Linked DNA regions of Mus musculus: regions 1 and 2 are each linked to region 3. A link is a contact called in public promoter capture Hi-C data. All regions are on one chromosome and are shown on one strand. Each heading gives the region's core, a stretch centred on a gene start, on an enhancer-like site or on the middle of the called end of the contact. The rest is flanking DNA. Distances are from core to core; before and after follow the strand shown. Region 1 holds the start of Kcnj9 (potassium inwardly-rectifying channel, subfamily J, member 9). Region 2 holds the start of Atp1a2 (ATPase, Na+/K+ transporting, alpha 2 polypeptide). Region 3 holds the start of Usp21 (ubiquitin specific peptidase 21).

What was found. Promoter capture Hi-C pulls out the DNA fragments that hold promoters and counts their contacts. Capture Hi-C pulls out chosen DNA fragments and counts their contacts.
Region 1: a contact with region 3 is called in a promoter capture Hi-C map of hippocampal neurons, with 2.4 times the contacts expected there. The contact joins the promoter of Kcnj9 here to the promoter of Usp21 in region 3. A contact is called at or near these places in 3 of 39 promoter capture datasets (cranial neural crest, hippocampal neurons and liver).
Region 2: a promoter capture Hi-C map of liver shows a contact between it and region 3, with 2.2 times the contacts expected there. The contact joins the promoter of Atp1a2 here to the promoter of Usp21 in region 3. A contact is called at or near these places in 2 of 39 promoter capture datasets (hippocampal neurons and liver) and 2 of 9 other capture datasets (adipose tissue and liver).

Annotation. Positions count from the first base shown.
Region 1 is chr1:172,327,471-172,331,341 of GRCm38.p6, forward strand. Kcnj9 (potassium inwardly-rectifying channel, subfamily J, member 9) reads right to left here and starts at 1,852. Exons shown (of 4, transcript NM_008429.3): 1 at 1,665-1,852; 2 at 528-628.
Region 2 is chr1:172,296,583-172,300,450 of GRCm38.p6, forward strand. Atp1a2 (ATPase, Na+/K+ transporting, alpha 2 polypeptide) reads right to left here and starts at 1,482. Exons shown (of 23, transcript NM_178405.3): 1 at 1,299-1,482. The coding sequence starts at 1,310.
Region 3 is chr1:171,286,621-171,290,489 of GRCm38.p6, forward strand. It overlaps Usp21 (ubiquitin specific peptidase 21), which reads right to left and starts at 1,341. Exons shown (of 13, transcript NM_013919.4): 1 at 1,142-1,341; 2 at 1-350. The coding sequence starts at 329. Ufc1 (ubiquitin-fold modifier conjugating enzyme 1) reads right to left here. Exons shown (of 7, transcript NM_025388.3): 3 at 3,529-3,596; 4 at 3,264-3,327; 5 at 2,898-2,974; 6 at 2,551-2,641; 7 at 1,944-2,351. The coding sequence ends at 2,271.

The DNA of each region.
Region 1 (3,871 bases), core at 602-3,101, 1.0 Mb after region 3:
CTTTCTCCTGCTACATTTCCCCTCCACCCCAGACTTCCCAAGGAGAAAGCAATGCAGACTGTGCACAAAAACCTCCAGTGTGCAAAGGTTGGATGTCCTCAGCATTGGGAACTTCCCACTGGCAATTCTAACTGCTTCACCGTGGTCACTGATGCTCTGATACCAGCCCATTTCCTGCCAGGGCTCTTTCCCACAGGAGACACGCTGAAAAGGGTTGGCAATAGGAGATTGGGGGCCATGCGTGAGGTCAACTGCCCACGGCAAGGATGACGAGTGAGGTCAACTGCCCACGGCAAGGATGAAGGAGGCGCCAAGCCATCCAGAGTTACGCTAGTCTAGTATCTCTCAGATTCGTATTCTTCTAAGAGATAAGAAATCAGACCAATCGAAACACCAAACACCCACATCGACCCCCCCTACCAATTTCCTGATTTGCATTTACTACCCTACCAGCAACCCCACCCACTCCTGCCATATGTCCCAAAGCCCACATTCCACACAAAGCCCAGATTCCAAGCAAAACCCACCTGGTTTTGCTTCAAATTCTTCCCCCCTGAGAAGCACTCTGGGTTATAATCTTCCCGGAGAGATGGATGGCCAGAGTCGGTTCCTAGGCTTTCAGGGTCCCCTAGGAGATATGGACCATATGAACAGAAGTCTGTAGAATAAGGATTAAGACTCATCAACCTTCCTTTCTCTTTCCTGGGATTTGCCATCTCCTCCCATTCAGGGTGAGGGGTGGGGCAGGAAGGCTGGGGAAGTGGGGAGAGCAGGTGGCCCTGTGGGGGCAGAAATGTGACATAAGGATCTCAGATGGTTTGGATGTTTGACCAGATCCTAGGGAGAAACTGCATGAATATATACCCACAAACCCGACATTCCATTTTTAAACTTTGGAGCCAAGTGTTCTGTAGCCAGCAGACCTTTGGAGGGTGTGTGTATGTTAAAGAAAGGCACAAGGAAAAAAACCCAAAAAGATGGTTTGTAACCCCACACACTTATTTTCCATGGAAGTCAGGAGACATGACCTGGGAACACTTCGGCAATGGCAGATTAAGATCTTCCCCTCCCCCAACAGCAAGCAGGCTTGTTTTTCCCTCTCTGCAGCCCAGGATGTCCTCTGCACCTCATCTGTAAGTTTTCAGTGCCTCGAGACCCCAGGTCTCTTTCATCCTAGTATTAACTTCAGGTGGGCTTCTAGACAGTCTTCGTAGGGTCTAAGGTGATCTGACCTCCATCTACGGCCAGGAATGGGGAAGGATTCCCAGTGTCTGATCATCCCCAGAACACGACTGCCCAGGGAGCCTACTGATGACATCCTAGCCATTGCCATCTCGAGAAAAGCTCTCTTCTTCATGGGACAGGAAAGGTGTGCGGTGTCCACCACCTGAAGAGCAACGTCTTCATTTCTTCCTCTTCCCTCCAAATAACTCCAGTTCTTCCGACCACAGTTCTTGGGCATGCTGTGACCCCTTTCAGTAAGATCCGAGCACCACATTATCTTGGAGTACTCCACCTCCCTCTAGAGAGCGCTGGCCAGTACAGGGGGCTTATCTTTTGGAAAGGGGTCTGTCGGGGAGAAGTCCCTCTGGGAGCAGCTCCACCCAAACCCCTCTTGGCTCAGAAATAGGGGCCCAAACCCCAAGTCCCACAACTCAACTCACAGAGCCTGGAGAGAAGAGTAGCCAGCAGCAGGGACCCTTGGGGGTTGGCGTCCATGTCCCTGACACCATCTCCCCCAGTACCCTAGGTTCCCTCTGAGATTGGGAGCCGCCGACACTGCTGTTTCTCCTGAATGTAACGGCAGCTCAGACTAGGACTTGGTATCTGTGTCATCCCCACTTCCCAGGTTCCCCTGCTCCTCTCTCGTTTCTATGGCAACCAGTCTGGCTACAGCTCCACAGCGTCCCCCTCCCTTTCCCAGTCCTGGGTACCACTCTGGCTAATCCACACGCCACAGCTATTTTTAGCCAAAGTCCTTCCTCCTGGACACGGAGAGTCATCTCCTCACCTCTTTATAGGGACGAAAGCAAGTGTGTGTGTGGGGGGACTGGTGTGCTCCTCATTCTGGGAAAATAGAGGCATTGGAAATAAAATATTTGATTTCAGAGGCCATCTGGGAGTTTGCAGTTCACAATCCCCAGCAGGGACCACTGGGCAAAGGTGCTGCCCTCCAGACAGCGGACAGAAGGACCAGGCCCAGCGTGACAAGGCTGCAATTTTTTTAAGAGACCTCTGATGCAGAAGGCAGCAGACAGAGAGAAAAAGGTCTGCAGAGGTAGGGGCTAGAGAAGCAGGGCCAGAGGCTCCGCCATCGTCATCACCACCACTGATATACCTGTGACCCGAAGAGGTCCCTTCACTTCTCTGAGCCATAGTGATTCTGTCTGTCTCAGAGTGTGGGCGTGGGCAAACAGCCCTCTTCTGCTGGCTTCACCTGGGATGCAGATCAAATTAGGTGATGTAAATAAAAGAGGTTTGAGATGTACTTTGCTCATAGCAAAAAGTTGAGAAAACCCTCAAATGTCCAACAGAGAGAGAGAGAAGTCTAGGCTAGCTCTTACCATCAACCCAGCAGACTTAGGGGGCTCAAACACCACATACTGGGCTAGGTAGAGGCGATTATGAAATGAACAGGTCCTTGCCCAGCAGCAGCCTATGATGCCATCAGTGGAAAGACACAGAGTTGCACAGGTCTGCTGCTACATGCTCCTACTGCTAATCCATCCAGCAGAATCTCATTTAATTTCTGTGACAATCCTGTGAGACAGTTATCCCTTTTTCTATTTATGGATGAGGAAAACAGAAAAAGTAGCCTATTGAATTCCAGAGTTGGACAGAGATTGGGGAGTCACGTGTCTTGTCACTGCCCTGGCTCTTCATTTAATGTTTTTGGGTGTTTTTTGTTTTTGTTTTTGTTTTTGTTTTTGTTTTTGTTAGGTGTTCCCCACCCCCAAGACCAGGTCTTACTGTCTAGCCCAGGTTGGCTCCACTTCCTCGGTGCTGGAAATATAGGCATGCATATTTAAAAGACTTTTTCAAAGAGTACTTTTAATTGTACAGCAAGAGAAGAGCCTGGGAAGATGGCCCAGTCAGTTAAGTGCTTGCCCTACTGATGAGGACCTGAGCTTGGGTTCTCAGCACCCGTGTAAATGCAGGATGTGGTGGCAAACACGTGGAATCCCAGCTGAGAAGGCAGAGACATGAGGATGCCCAGAGCTCACTGGCCAGTTAGCCCCAACAAACTGGTGAATTCCAGGTTTCATGAGGGACCCTGTCTGAAAAACTAAGGTGGAGAGTGATATAGGAAAACATCGACTTCAGACTTCTGTGTGTACGCACGTGTACATGCACACACATACACACAAAGATGTATACATACACACAAACACATATAAACTGAGAGAAGGCACTAAGAGTTTCCACATGCCTTCTGCCTGGCATACACAGTTTCCTCTACTCTAGACATCTCCAGTGAGAATAGTAGCTTGTTTACGACTTACAAATCTAACTTGGCACAGCATGATCACTGGTTTCTAGTTCACATTAGGACTTTCTCTCGGTGTGGTTTCTCTTGCTGTAAACCCAGAACGGCCACGAGGATGTGTATCCGCTATGATGGTGTGGCCGATACTTTCCTCTCTGCTACCCCCAGCCATCCACTCTCCCCTTAGCCTTTGGCAATCTCTGATTTTTTAAAAACCTGTTTCTGTGGTTCTGCCTTTTCCAGGATGCCATGGGGTTGGAATTATACAGTATGCAGCTCCTTGGATTGGCTTCTTCCACTTGTGCATTTAAGGTTGCTTCATGTCTTTTTTAGCTCCACAGCTCATCTCATTTTGGTACTGAATGATGGTCCACGGCCAGGAAG
Region 2 (3,868 bases), core at 232-2,731, 1.0 Mb after region 3:
ATATTACTGAAGGTCCCAGTTTAACCATGACTCTTCCTTGGGGAAACCCATTGCCCATAGATAGTTCCTAAGGGCGGGCTTACAGCCCTCACCTTACACTCACCACCCATCACCCTGTATGCCCAGAGGCCCTTCATTTGCAAATTCTCCTGCTGAAACATAGTGCAGGTTCACCCATGGAAGCCTGCAGCACTATCCTAGGAACACGCTATTGTAAGGTTGTGGACACGTGTACACACACACACACACACACACACACACACACACACACACACAGATGCATGTATGCACACATGCGCGATGGTCTTCTATTTCCAGTTCCCACCCAAGCTCTGGATCTCTGGTGTCCAGGATTCGAGTTTTTCCAGCTGTTCAGCTTAGTGCAATAACATGTCCTTGCCTGACTCCTCCTTGGATCCAGAAATTGGCTCACAGCACCCTGTGGCACTGTCCCCCTTGCATTTTGCAATGGCCTGTCAAGCCCTTTCCCTCTGTGCCCTCTTTTGCCAGGATTCCACATGAGGAAAACTTCCAAGCACAGTATGGAAAGGGATTGGGTCCTTTTTCTTCATATGGGGATTTTATTCCCAAGAATTGGAAGCCTTGTCCTTGCTCGCCCAGATATGGCTGTTAATCTTTTCACTGGCAAATCCATTGCTTCACAATGCCATAGGCAGGCGCAGTTCTCAGCAGCCTTTGGAAAGGTCCCCAAAACCTATGGCCTGGAGCCCAGGACAGTGCTTATGGGGACATCCGGAGGGGTGCTGGGGTGAGGGCTGGGGATACATCTTTGCTCTCTCTGCCCCAGCTGACTCTGGCATGAAGAACTCTGGGAACTGGTGTAATCAACTGCTAGGTGGCTCTTCCCAGCCCCAGGCTGGCCCCTGTACTCTTGGGCTAAGGACCTCAGAGCAATAGATATTTTCAGTGGGTAACAAGGACGGCAGAGAACTAACAGTGTCAAAGATCTCTTCAGCTGGGAAGCTCGGGATTGTGGAGCGAGAGGAGGGATTTGTGGAGTAAGGATGAGTGGGCAGAGAGCAGGGAGATCTAGAAGGACACTTGGGTAGTTTCTTAGGCTAGTTGTGGGAGAGGCAGAGAGCAGGGTAGCTGCAGAACCTGCCAGTCCCTAGGCTCATGAGCTCCGTGGAACGAATCCACATGCATGTGCAGTCGGGAGACTAGTTCCAAGTTCAAACCATCCCACGCAGTCCGTCAGCGTCTCTCACCCCTCTCTCCACGTCCCATTTCTACTCCACCCTCCAGAGAGTGGCCCCTGATCTTGGAGGGATACTCACCCCACGACCCATCTTGGGGCAGAGTGGCTGAGGGGACCTAGGCTGGAAAGGTCACCAGGAGGATCCCAAGACCACACCGCCTGTCTGGGGCAGCTGGAGACCCTGGCAGACAGACAGAGACAGTCTGAGCAACAGGGTAGCTTTAAATAGGTCCCTCTCCCCCTCACTCCCGCCTTCCCCTTCTGGGGAAAGAAACGTTTGTTGAAACTGGATCCCTGAGGACTCCTCCCCTCCCCTCCCGCCTCTTTAGCAACTGGCCCAGCTGATGGTCCTGTTTTGTCCCCGGTCTGTCCCCCTCAGCTCCTCTTAGCATTTCCCCATCCCATGGGCAGCTACAACCAAGAGAGAAGCAAGGGGAAAGGAATGGGGAAGGGGTAGCTGGAAAAAGGAGAGGTGGCCCCTCGAGAGCAGCCAGCTCATGGTCCTGGGACTAATTGCCTATATTTCCAGGTGGGGAAGCAAGGCTATAAGAATTCAGCAATCTTACTGGATAAGACAGAATCTCCCTGAGCTCACATCCAAGTTTCCAGAGAAAGCAACAGCCTGCTCCATCTGCTGTAAGGGGCTGCAAGGACGTTGTGACCAAGAAAGAATTAGAACTAGAATCAGACGACTCTTGCTTTTGAAGCTCCTTGCAGAACCAAAGCCTGGAGATGCTGCACCAGGCATGTCCCACTTGTTGCTCTTGGGCTCCATACGCCACCCCACCACCACCATAGCTAGGAATTTGGCCCAATACATCCTAACCTTACTTCAAACATTGAGATGCTTTGTAACAGTGTAGCGATTTTTTATTTGTTTGTTTGTTTTTTGACACAAGTTTTCTCTGTGTTGCTTTGGCTGTTGTGGAAATCGCTCTACAGATCTGGCTAATCCTTAAATTCAGAGATCCCCCTGCCTCTGCTGGGATTAAGAGAATGTGCCACCACCAACGTTCGTTCTCTCTCTCTCTCTCTCTCTCTCTCTCTCTCTCTCTCTCTCTCTCTCTCTCTCTCTCTCTTTCTCTCTCTCTCTGGATAATGTGATTTCATAGTTGTCCAGTGTGGTTTGTAGATGACATGAATGTTGTTGGTTATAACATTGTGACATGATTTTTAATGGTGGACACACCTGTAACCCAGTGTTCAAGACAAGCAAGAGTCTCCGCACTTAGAAGCAGTTGGGAAGGTGAAGGACAGAAGATATGAAAGAGCCAGGAAGGCCGCCCAAGTCCGGGCACAACAGGCACGTGGAAGCATTTCTGCCATTCTGTGTATGAAGCAGATGAGCCTCCCCTTCACTGCTACAGGGGAGCTTTGAGTGAGTCTGAGTCGGAGGTCGGTGAATGGTATGAGAAGTCAAATCTGGAAGGTGTAGCAGGAGGGCATGGAAGTCATTATCACCTCAAATACCAACTCTGTGGGACTAGAAAGAGCAAGGACTTCCTTGGTTCCTTCTGGGAGGAAGGGGTCAGGCAGACTCCACTGTGAGAGACCTGTTTAATGGCATGGGAGATCCTGGAGGTTGGGTCTGGGGGGAGGGAGGGGGCTTCACCTCCAGCTGAGAAGATGTCTTCAACATTACTCTCAATAGAAACAGGAACAGAGCAGATAACTCATGACCAGCCCAGCCGCTCTGGGGGCGGGGGGGGGTGTTGGCATCATTCATTTGTTGAAGAATGGAGGCTGGGGACAGAGAGAAGAAGATTTTCTGCCCCCACCGACTAGGAACAGTTAGAGGGATAAAGTTCTGCAGTGTCCCCATTTCTCTGGGCACCGAAATGTAGTGAGTGAGTGGACGCCCACTGAGCAGGGGCAGGTCTGAGAACCCTGGCTGGGAAGGAGGAGGGAGGCAATGAGGCATTGGCAGGAGTCCTAAGGTGCCCGCTGGCTGGGCTGGCTGGGTTGAGCCCCCTCTGGCCCTGGAGGGAGCTCCCTGTAGAGCGATTATGGACCTCTTGTCCAGGAAATCTACTCTCAGAGCACAGGGCTCACATCTGAATTCCCTAAATAGCTGGCCACCTCCGGCTCTGCAGCTGAGATTTTTCCATTACAGACACCGGAGGGTCAGCGCCTACCTGCCCCTAACTGTTTCCTCCTGGGCCTACGCAGGAAGGATGGGCCCTATAAGCACACATGGACTTTCTCATGGTCTGTGGTCCATTCTCATGGTCTGGGTCTGGAGTAGATGAGACTGGGAAAATCATGAGAGGAAATTAAACACAGTCCCTGTGTGTCAAGGACACAGAGAACAGCTGAAGATGTAAAGCTGGGGACGAAGGCTCTAGAAGATTTACCTGAAGGCTAGTGGAGTGTGGGGTTTAGGGGTGAATAGATGATCCTTTTGGGGGGTATAAGTAGCATCTATAGGCCTGAGCCAGAGTTCCTGAGTAATCGCCCTAGCCTCTTCAAGATATAAGGTAAGGCTGAAGAGAAAGGCTCTGAGTGCTCCCCCAACCTCCTCCCACCCCTGCTGGCACCTTCTTGTACTGCCCAGGCCTTCCCACAGCCTGGTTCTGCTGTCTCAGTAACGGAAAGGGCTGTGCCCTTCCTCTGCTTGCAAAGCCTGCTAGGGCTCCCTGCCATGTCCTG
Region 3 (3,869 bases), core at 91-2,590:
CGGGCTAAGTTGGTCCGGGATGGGAGAGGCAGAGCCACAGCTGGGGGCGGTGAGCCAGGCAGGGGAACCCCATGATCTGCTCGAAGGGGACCTCTAGGACGAGAGCCTGAGGTCCGACCCCGACCCAGCTCCAGTTTCTTGAGCCTTTCATCTGGGGGACCTGGCCTGGGAGGCAAAGGTCGTAACATGGAGTTTGGCCCAGGAACTGGGTTTCGGCGCTCCTTGCTGCGTGCCCGGGGAGGAAATGGTATCTTGGCTCCCACTCGGGGCTGTACATTGACAGGTGGCTCTCGAGTCCGGCCCAGGCGGTGCTCAGAAGCCTGGGGCATTGTGGGCACCACAGGCTGGACCTGAGGAGAAAAGAGAGTCAGCGTTTGAATTAGGAAGGGAGAGAAGATACAGGCGATCATGCAAGCTGTCTTCTTCATGTACCGAGGGTACATATAACGTTTATAAAATCAGTTCTTGCATCTCCAGGACCTGGCAATGTTTGGCATACGAAAAATACTTAGTACTCCTTGAATAAACAAATGATTGAATAGCAGACCATCATTTTGACCTTTTCATGCCCCACCCCCTCTCTATAGAATACAGATTTATTTAAAAGCCACTGGTACTCTCAATCTCAGCTGTTTTTATAATCTACAAACTCCCCATATGTGGCTAGTCAAGTGGGATGTGCCATAGACCTGGGACTGTGGACGCAGGAATCAGTCCAAAAGACAGCATTCCAATCTCAACCCCAGCTCCTCTGGGTTGCAAATGAAGCGGATTAAACGGGTGATCTGCAATCCACTCCCTCCTCCAATTCTGGGATCCTACTTGGTATCTGGGCCCAGGGGGGCAATGGTTTGAGATGGAGGACGAACTACTTGACCCCTAATTTGTGCACCTCTCCCACCACAGCAGGGTTTTACCCGGGTCCGCCCCCCTCGAGGGCAGAAAGGCCGAGGCTGCTGATTGGCTGCGGGGTCCGGCGGCATATTCCCCGCGGTCCGAGAATGCCGTTCTTCCAGCCCAGTTCTCCCAGGCCCCGCTGGGCACCGCGAGCATCCCCCTTTGTGGTGAACGTCCTCTGGGGTCTGGATCCATCCTCCCTCGGCTCTCCCACCCCACCCCGCCATAACGTCCCGGCCCATACCTGTCCCCCGGTGAGGCGGCGGGGGAGGCCAGCCGGGGTCCAGCTCCAGCTCAGGGCCACCCCCTCTTATCCCCAAACAGCCTCCCCACAGGCCGGGCTGCAGCTTTAGCCGCAGCTGTTGCCCAGCTTGCTCCCGCCGCAAGGGCCGCCGCCATCTTTGTTGGTGCCGCCCGGCCACCGGCCACCGGCTTCACAGTCTCTTAGGCGCCTGCGCGCCCACACTCGGAATCCTCCCACCTACCTCCTCGGCGCTTGCGTGAGCCCGCCCCCACGGCTCCCCGACCGACACCATGGAAACGCAGCCAACTTTAGAACCACTAGTTTCAGGCCCTGCCTGATGGTGGTCTTTAAACCATTGCTGCAAGTCCCTGAGGCCAAGGCCCCTCACCCAGTCATATATGGTCCATAGAGATGAAGAGCCCAAGAGTCGAAAAGTAACGGAAGGGCTTACAACACAGATTCTTCGGAAGCAAGAGGGATGCAGTGAGAAAGCAGCATGCAGGTCCAGGTCTAGCCAGCAAACCAATAGAGAAGCATTTAGCAACTCCACCTAAGGGTGGGGAGATCCCTAGTGGGAAGAGAACGCTGGACCTGTAAAACTCATTCTTCAAGCTTCTTTGTAGGCTCAGGCAGTTAAGTAAAACATGGTTCACTGCTAAAGGGAAAAAGTGAACCCCAACAGCAAGGAAAGAAACCAGATTTTCTTCTATCATACCCTCCTCCCAACCTAGTGTAGTTGTTCATGTACCTCCGCGTTTTGCTTGTTCACCTTCTTAACAGCCATCAATGAGAACCACAGGCTACCAGGGGAAGCAGCTTTTATTGACAGGTTGTCTCCAGAAACCAAAAAGCTATGTGCTGTAAGTTACACCCCAGGCCTCCAAAATGCCTCCAGGGCTCTACTTGGAGAAGGGATACAAACCGCCTATTTCAAGGCCCAAATCTTTCATCTCTCTGTACAGTTTCATTTAGAAACTTTGTGACCTTGCCCTATTGTTGGGTTTTCTTATTTGTCCCTCCAGCTACTTTGTAACAGCCAGAGGTGACCCTTGAAGGAATCCTGAAAAAGGAGCAAACAGGAATGGAGCCTAGCCACGGTCCCTCAGTCCGGCCTCAGGGGCGTAGTCCTTCATTGGCTGCATTTTTCTTTGTGCTGGATCACACCCTTCTGGATCAGATCGGGGACTTCCACTGCCAGCCAAGGACCCAGCTGCAATGCAAGGGAAACCCTGTGAAGTTACTGTCACAGTCCATGCCTCTTGTTCCACCTGAGTCTCCTCCCCGGAGACTCTAGGTCCTAGAGCCTAGGAGGACATGCCCAAGGAATGTCTAGTCTCAGCTACGTGTAGGATATTACTTATCCCTGAACCCTCCCTCTTCCTCTCATACACCGAAATTAACAAACTCACCCCCAGGGCCATGAGATGAGCTAGTCCAAACTTAGGCACATTCCTGGCCCACAAAGGTTTGAAATGATCAGTCAGACATATTTTGCCACCCCTGTGAGAAAGACGAGAGGAAAGCATTGACACGTGAGACAGTCTTAACGTAGAGCAGCCTCTTGGGAACACAGGAAGATTGTTAGTGCTCAGAATGGAGAACAAGGTCAGCTAAGTACTTTGCTCAGGCTTGACAGAGGAGAGCTGGACTCCCCCTAGACTCTGGAGCAGCTGGAGCAGGCTCTGGGGAAACCATTGTCTCTTGGGCTCTTCCCTAAGGCTACCTTTGCTCTCTCTCACCACCTCGTCAGTCCTACCTGTACATCTTTGCTGTCTTCCCGTCCAGCTCAGGGACTGCAATTTCCGGAGCAGTAGTGGGATATGTGATAGGAATCTGGAGGAATTACAAAGCCATAATAAGACGAGAGAAAAATGAACTAGCCTAGTCAGACATATGCATCTCTTGGCTGAACTGCTTGTTCCGCAGATTCCACAGGCAGCATGTACACACCAGGATTCTAGGCACAGAGATTAGCAACTCTTACATATCTGCTTCAGGCCTCAGCTTTCCCTTCCCACTTTAAAAGCTTCATTTGGTCCCTTCCTGAAAGGTTAGCTTGTCACCAATCAGGTCACCAAGCCTTTTCTACTAACCTTCATCCTTCCCATTCTATCACACTCACTTCAAACTCGATGTCGAACTCATATTTGAGGAAATCGTGGATGTACCAGCATTTTCCAAACCACCTGCAACAGAGACCAAACCTCAGACCATTCCTAGCCGATGCAAACAACAGCTCTGCTTAGGTCATCAAACTGCAAGACTCCCATGTCAGGAATTAGGAACTCTATACACTGCTGCATGGCGGCTTTGGCGGGTAGTTATGAGATACCAGATTGCTCAAGCCAGGTGAGGCTCCTACCCACACCTCCCAAGGACCTGCTTACCGGGTCCCTTCCTTGTTGGACTCCAGTCGGAACCAATCATTGTCCGAATTCTTGTTGTTCTCCACATACTGCAAACAGAAAATGAGATCTTGGAGAAAAGGGAGCTGGAGCTGGAGAGTGGCGAACACCTTTAACCCCAGCACTCAGGATGCAAGCAGATCTTTCAGTTCGAGGCCAGCTTGGTCTACAAAGCCAGGACAGCAAGAGCTACACAGAGAAACCTTGACATGAAAAACAAAAAGCAACCACCACACACACACACACACACACACACACACACACACACACACACGGGCACTGGAGCCAAGGGTAGTCCCTCTTGTCAAAAAAAAAAAAAAAAA